Linked DNA regions of Hordeum vulgare: region 2 is linked to region 1. A link is a contact called in public Hi-C data. All regions are on one chromosome and are shown on one strand. Each heading gives the region's core, a stretch centred on a gene start, on an enhancer-like site or on the middle of the called end of the contact. The rest is flanking DNA. Distances are from core to core; before and after follow the strand shown. Region 1 has its middle 160 kb from the start of LOC123397754. Region 2 has its middle 220 kb from the start of LOC123397754.

Region 1 (3,701 bases), core at 108-2,607:
CTCGACAGCCTGGACGCCATTCCCCGTGGGCTCCACCTGCCGCGTCCGGCGGCCTTTGGTCTCTTGTTTGTTCTGCGTGCTTCTCCTTCCCCTTCCCCTTCCCCGGATCTGCGACGACTCGATGGGTGATGAGTGATGAGTTCACGTCGCCTGCTGCTCATCGGAGTCGGAGGTGCCATCAATTCTGATGAGTCATCTGATCAGTACCTTGAGGGCAACTTCAATGGCGTCCGTTTGGGTCGGACAGCCGGACACAAACTTCCGCTTCGACGTTTGGATTGACGCATGCGTCCAACGCTGACTCGACTCATTTTTACCGACGTACATCAAACATGCATAATTTAAACATTAAAAAAATCGGCCACGAAGGCCGACGAGAGTCCAGCGTTACATTATTAATGAAAAAGAAAAAACCTAGACGTCCTCGGCGACGGCGGCGAGGTCGGGCTGTGTCGGAGTGGGGGCGGCTATGCCGGCGCGGGGGCGAGGTCGGGTTGTGTCGGAATGGGGGCGGGCTGTGCCGGCGCGGGTAGTGCTGGTGTCGGCGATGGCGCAGCACGGACACGCTCGTTCGCCAGGCAGAACGCCATCTTAGCTTGAAGATAGGCGACCTCCTCTGAAAGAAGCGCACGAGGGTCGACGACGAGGGTGTTCTGAAAAAAGTCGGGCGTAGCACGGCGCACTTGTGCGTCTGATGCATCGCCCTCTTAGCCTGCAGGTAGGCGACCTCCTCTGGCAGCATCTCACGGCATAAACGACGAGGTTGTCGCAGTTGTCTATGATTGTTGGGTCATCGACGGGGAAACAGAAGGGTGGCGAGATGGGGACGGAGGAGGGTTCTGGAAGCAGATGGTCGAACCCGACGCGTGGGTCCGAGGATGACGGCCGTCATAAATTATGTTGACCGCGGTGGTTGGGGATGGACACCGAGGGAGCACGCGTCCGCTTCCCGCCAGCGCCGACGTATTTAATCCCAAATTTGCGTCGGAAATGGATCGACACAGACGCGAAACGGTCACGCTTTGACAATGGATCTACACGGACAACGCGCTGACCCAAACGGACGACGTCGGACGAAATGGATCGTTGCATTGAAATTGCTCTGTCCGTGTGCACGCATAGGAAAGAAGGGTTCGTTGCGATGCAGAGATAGTCGAGGCATGGCCGATATGGCGATACAGAAATCGGAAGACACCGGCACGTATAGGAAAGAAGCGTTCGTTGGGATGGAGAGATAATGGGAAGACACCGCCGGGAAAAGAAAAGGATTCGACGAAACGGAGCGTGGTGACGTGGCACAAAGGGGGGCGGAATCATTTCAGTGCCGTGCCGCAGCCAGGCTGTCCGCGACTCTGCGCCTCCCCTCCAACCGACAACGACTTCCCTCTACGAGCCCAAACTCCTACGAAATGAGAACTGTCCAAGCATCAAATCCATCCAGATTCCCAACGGCACAAGCAAACAAACAACCCAACCGTCTGCCTCCGCACGCGAACGGCTTGTATGCCTCGTGCTTTTGCTACAAGCACAAATCGAATCCAACTACTTGCCACACGGCTGGAGCAATTATGAGGGTGCTTTGATCCAAGGAACTAAAATTAGTCTGACTAAAACTAGTCTCTTTAAGAGGCTAAAGTTTCAAGCATCTCTAACTAAAGAGAAGTTAAAATTAGTCTAGAGGCTAAAATCTTTTAGTCAGGGGTACCCCTATTAAAATGTGCATTAGTCATCTCTCTCGTCATTTAACTCCTCAGATGAGTTCTGGATTGGAGGTTTGCAGAATAATAAATGCTCATTAACTTGATTTTAGTCTCGTTAGTATTTGAATCCAAGCATGGACAAAGCTAGCAAGTTTTAGTCTCACAGGGTGCTTGGATACGTTTTAGTCCCATGACTAAAAGTAGTGAGACTAAAACTTGCTAGCCTCACCCATGCTTGGATCCAAGTACTAAAGAGACTAAAATCAAGTTAATGTGCATTTATTATCCTCCAAACTGTCCAATCCAGAACTTACATGAGGAGTTAAATGATGAGAGAGAGGACTAATGCACATTTTAGTAGGGGTACCCCTGACTAAAAGATTTTAACCTCAAGACTAGTTTTAGCCTCTCTTTAGTCAGGGGTGCTTGGAACTTTAGCCTCTTAAAGAGACTAGTTTTAGTCAGACTAGTTTTAGTCTCTTGGATCCAAGCACCCTCTCACTACTTTTAATCATGGGACTAAAACGTATCCAAACATCCTCTAAAACGTAGTGCTCGTATCAACGGTTGCTATATTTGTACTCTCTGTTAGGAAATAGTTGAATCCAGTGACGAATCTAACGTGATAGTAGAGGATAGGCTCAAATCATTAATTTATACAAAATCTAATTAGTAAATACATTAAAGTTATTACATGCAAAACACCTTAATGTAGTATATTATATTTAACTGAAATAGAATTTTGAAGGGTAGACTTCAACCTATTGAAGCCTCCCTACTAGAATCGTCACTAGTTGTATTGACGGTTGCCAAACGAAAATGGAAGGAAATGAGTGCCGCAACATCTGTATTTTTAGAAACAAAAACAAATATAAAGAAACTGAAACGAATACTGCCGAAAACAAAAATAAAGCAATACATCACGCATCACGAAAAAGAAGTGTTCACCTAAACCAAAGAACTTGAACAACAAAATAAGTAAGAGGGTGCTTGGATCCAAGGGACTAAAACTAGTCTGACTAAAACTAGCCTCTTTAAGAGGCTAAAGTTCCAAGCACCCCTGACTAAAGAGAGGCTAAAACTAGTCTTGAGGCTAAAATCTTTTAGTCAGGGGTACCCCTACTAAAATGTGCATTAGTCCTCTCTCTCCTCATTTAACTCCTCATGCAAGTTCCGGATTGGAGGGTTTGGAGGATAATAAATGCTCATTAACTTGATTTTAGTCTCTTTAGTACTTGGATCCAAGCATGGGTGAGACTAGCAAGTTTTAGTCTCATTACTTTTAGTCATGGGACTAAAACGTATCCAAGCACCCTCTAAACCAACAAAGTTGTTCCATTAATAAAATGATTACTAAATATTAGTATGATATATCATTGCTACATAATAGGATATGTAGCAACGGCGGCATACTTGATTAGGTATCGGGGATTCGGCTCACGTGCTACCATGCTCGATGTAGTAGTACTACAAATTATGAGTTTGTTGCTGTAAAACAGCTAGTATGTGCTCATATTTAACATGGAAAGTTGCATATGAACTTAAATAGAAAATTTTGTTTTCATGCCTGTTTCAACGAAAAACATCTTTTTATTTTTTATTTTTGTTTCTGCATCCAAAATTATGTTTTTATTTCGGTTTTATAATTTTCCATTCCACTTCCATTTTTCCTCTGTATTTTCATTTTTAATCCTATTCTTCATATATATTTTAGCATATCAATTCTCTAATATTAAGCGAAAATATTTATATAGTTGTCGTTCTCTAGGGACGTTTTCTAGCGAACGCCCTTCTCGAAGTCGGATTAGAACGCACGAATGTTAAAACATAGATGGAAGACACGTCAGCTCAACCGAGTCGCTCACAGGTAGCGAACACCAACCAGTGCATCCAGACAACGCCGAGTCTCACTGTGACCTACTCTTCATTACCCATCCCTATACACACTCCGCTAGACTAAGCGGGAGGCAGCGAGGGACGAGACCGGAGGCGAGGGTGAGG
Region 2 (3,796 bases), core at 835-3,334, 53 kb after region 1:
GCATCTTTAGCTAAATAGCCCATCCGTAGATCGAGAACACTCTACATTATTTGATAGTATGTCCAAATGGTAAAGACCGAGATCATCTCATGCTTTTTTCAACTATATAGCCCATCCATTGACCGAGAACACTCCACATTATTTGTACATTAAGTGTATTGCATTTAGCACGATAACATACTATTATGGTTAGGGGGCTATTTATCCTCTGCTAACCATTAACACTTTTTAGTAGTAATAATACATAATATTTAATTTTCATTTCCTCTCACTCGTATAGTACTTGCAAGATTGAACCCAACTAATGCAAATCTCTATAACTATTGACTACCGACCTAAACTAGTGAAGAGAAGACAAAAAATTGAAAATAATTATAATTAAACATAAAGCATACACAAATCTAAACATAAAAAAGGCCATGCATGGATGTGGAAGAAGGTCATGCTCGCGTCACCCTCCTTAAGCCAAGTAAGGCGAGATTGTTGCCTAGCAAATAGTCCATTGTAGTGAGGCAAGACCCAAAATCTTCTTGTGCAGCTTGGTGGAGCCAGCATTCTGCGTCAGACAACATACTAGAGTCCAACACCATATCCAAAATCGAAACAACCTCGTTCGCAAGCAACAAATGATACTTGATGTTCCCGATATTCCACTGGCTCCATATATTAGACTCTCTGGTCGTAGGCTTGATCTGCCAGAACGCTTTCATAAATCGATTATTGATAGAAGGACGAAAAGTCATCTTCTAGAGACTGCCTTGTGGGATCATGGGCCAGAAGGATTAGAAATGGAACCACGCCTTCCGCTCAAAGGCCATATTGGTCGACATCATGATCGGATGGTGGTCCAAGGGGAAGTGGATAGCGCTTGCAGAAGGGAGCAATCTTGTTGCTCCTTCCAGTTCACGGAAGCGAACCACATGTCGATCTTCTACAAAGTCAGCCCTTGTCGCTCCTTCTTATCGTATATCACATGCCAATAAGCCCCGCCTCCTTGACCTGAAGGTCATTGAGCAGTCGTCTAGATCAGCCCATCATAGGCCTATTGAGAAGGTCATTGCTCTTGTCCACAGTGTTCACAATCAGATTGACCTAGCGGTCGCCCACATACTAGGAGAAGCGGTACCGATCAAGCACAACCTTTCAACGAAAGGCACCTTGCGATTATCAATAGTTGGCCTGTATACCTTGATGAGTATCCACGGTTCACTGTTGTTGAGACACGACATGATCGAGAAGAGGTCAACACGCGAGCTAGTAACCAAAACCTTGTCGTATTGCCAAGCCACAATGACTCCACCGGCAGTATTACTGGAAAGACATCAAAGCAAACGGTCGACAAGTGCATTTCACAAATTTTGCAGGCCTTTTTAATAAATATTGTCAATCATAATTTGTTTGTGTGAAATGTGCGGGGTTGAACAACCCCGACGGAGGTGTGGTGGTTCAAGCGGTCATGGATGATTGCCGCGCCTCGGAGGATTATAACCTTTGAAAGCATATATCTAAGACTAGTGCACATATGGAAATTGGAAATATCGGAAATAATAGTGATTGCTAAAGTCGAAGTCTACATCGTATAACCGTCTTGATATATTGCATCAGAAGAAAGAGACTTCCCATCCTGCCCCTGTCGTGTAGGATGGACTGCATGCATCGAGTGTGCATGCGGAAATCGACAATGATGGAGCGAGAAAGGGAGGAAAGCTGCGTTCGGCCAGAAACAAAATAACCAACGAGAGCAACAAAGAGATGAATATAGATCGAGAAAAAGGCCACGGGCTCACGGCTAAGCTAATTGAAGGGCGCCTACGGACAAGTTGTGCAGCATATGTTGCTACATGAAAGAGGATGCCTTTTGTTGACAAGCTGTGCAGCATGTATTTGGGTTTTGTTCGCTGTTTTACATTTCGAGGAACGATCATTGGGCCAGTTAAAAATGCTGTTACTGTATTTGTCTCACAAGGCCATGTTCCACTGGCAGCTACTACAAGTAGCAAACTCTGTATTTTTGTGCACACCTGTCCCGCTTTGGTCCAAGGCGACAATTAACATCCCAACCGCCACCGATGTAACGTTTGTGGCGATCGTCCCATGCAAGGCATCGTCTTTCCTTGCTTCATTTGGTCAAAATATGCTGCACAGCTGTGTGGCGATGGATGCGTTTGCGTCTCAACAGTTAACTGACTAAATGGATGGGGCCCCCGTTAATTCATGACCGTGTCTGGTGTTCTCATTAGTTCTCCTGTCAACTGAGTGCTCCCTATTGACGTGTCACTTTCCCATCGTACGTACACTCGAGTGCACTTCTTAACCATGGGTGAAATTGGCAAGATGCCACTGGATGATTCATTCGGAAATCCCTTTTGGAGCTCGGCCTCCAGTGAGGCCTTCAAATTCAAATTTGAAATTTCATCAAAATTCATATTTGTACATTTCAAAAAAATCTGAAAGAAAATATAGATATACATGAAGATATAACACACATGTGTGTAAATTTTTTGTTCAAAATACATTGAAATGAGGGCTATGCAAAAAAGATAAATTTGAGGTAGTTTAACACATGATACTATTCATCCTCTCACACCACGAATTTATCTTTTTTGTACAGGTCGCAACTCAAGGTATTTCATCATGAATTTTTACACACACTAGTCGACAACCCGTGCATTCACACGGGCTAGATCAGTTTATATAATATATGAATAATCGATATTATGCAGTACTTGTAACTTGTTTTAGATAGCGAGAACTAATCTAAGTTTGTAGTTCTTATTAATCGTTTACAATTGATTCATTGAACTAATGTGAGTTTCCAATATTGACTTTTAGGAGTTGACTAATATATTTTCCTTTTCCAAGTGTAGAAACTATCTGATCTCGAAGCTTCATGAATTAGTAATTTGTTTATTCTATAGTTATATATAACTAAAAATATAACTTGAAAATTACATTCTTCGTTTTCTACTATGGTATTTTGACACTATCTTAGGTATCACTTCTTGTAAATTGCCTATTTCTCGAAATCAGTCGGTCGACATAAGTACATAAGGGATGCACGTGACTTTCGGCACTCATTTTTAACCATAGCTTTAACCAATAAAACGTGGCTCCATCTCCCAAAAAAATTAAATCATTAAATTCTGAACAAAAGGATTTTTCATATGTACTAAAAACCAAGTGAGTACCTAACAAATGCACATGACTATACTTACTACATATAACTTAACATAGATGATAAAATGCAAAACAACAAATATTTTCTTGGGTGAAATAAAATTATTCAAAGGAGCTTAGGAGAATTATATAAAGAATAACACTTCATAGTAAGCATCTCATGACATGGCTTATTTTGTCACAGACTCGAGTGGTATATGAATAAAAATGTATATCTTCAAAATATTTTTAGACTTGAATCTCAAAATAATGCGCGTACACTAAATCTTACTTTTTTCAAAATATTTTTAGACTTGAATCTCAAAATAATGCGCGACACTATTGTTGATGCCGAGTATGCAGAGCCTAGGCAGTGCAGCAGTGGAAGTATGTACGCACGCTTGATTTTTCGCTTGGAGTCGGAGGAAACATAAGTGGCCGCCGTCGGCGTAGCACACAATCTGCACAGCACTGAAAGATCATAGAGAAGATATAGTTTCTATGGACAATGGTATGGTGATCAGCTCTGATGAGACTTGAACGACCGCAAAGGAAGCTTTCTGCCTTGCACGTTTTCAGGAGATGAGCAAGGCATGCTAGTTAAAAGAAAAGAGTCAATTAAAGTTTGTTTCTTCACTTT

The links. Hi-C and Micro-C count contacts between places; a contact is called where the count stands out from the background.
Region 2: a contact with region 1 is called in a Hi-C map of leaf, with 5 times the contacts expected there. The contact joins two enhancer-like sites. A contact is called at or near these places in 4 of 6 Hi-C or Micro-C datasets (leaf, seedling and an unstated tissue).

Annotation. Positions count from the first base shown.
Region 1 is chr5H:345,716,119-345,719,819 of MorexV3_pseudomolecules_assembly, forward strand. No RefSeq gene overlaps it. Among protein-coding and RNA genes, the nearest start is that of LOC123397754, 160 kb to the left of the region's middle. Within about 2 kb of position 1,358, at least 3 of the 3 cell types and tissues checked have open chromatin away from gene starts, as enhancers often do. A contact at or near this core is called in leaf, where this site is marked.
Region 2 is chr5H:345,768,522-345,772,317 of MorexV3_pseudomolecules_assembly, forward strand. No RefSeq gene overlaps it. Among protein-coding and RNA genes, the nearest start is that of LOC123397754, 220 kb to the left of the region's middle. Within about 2 kb of position 2,085, at least 2 of the 3 cell types and tissues checked have open chromatin away from gene starts, as enhancers often do. A contact at or near this core is called in leaf, where this site is marked.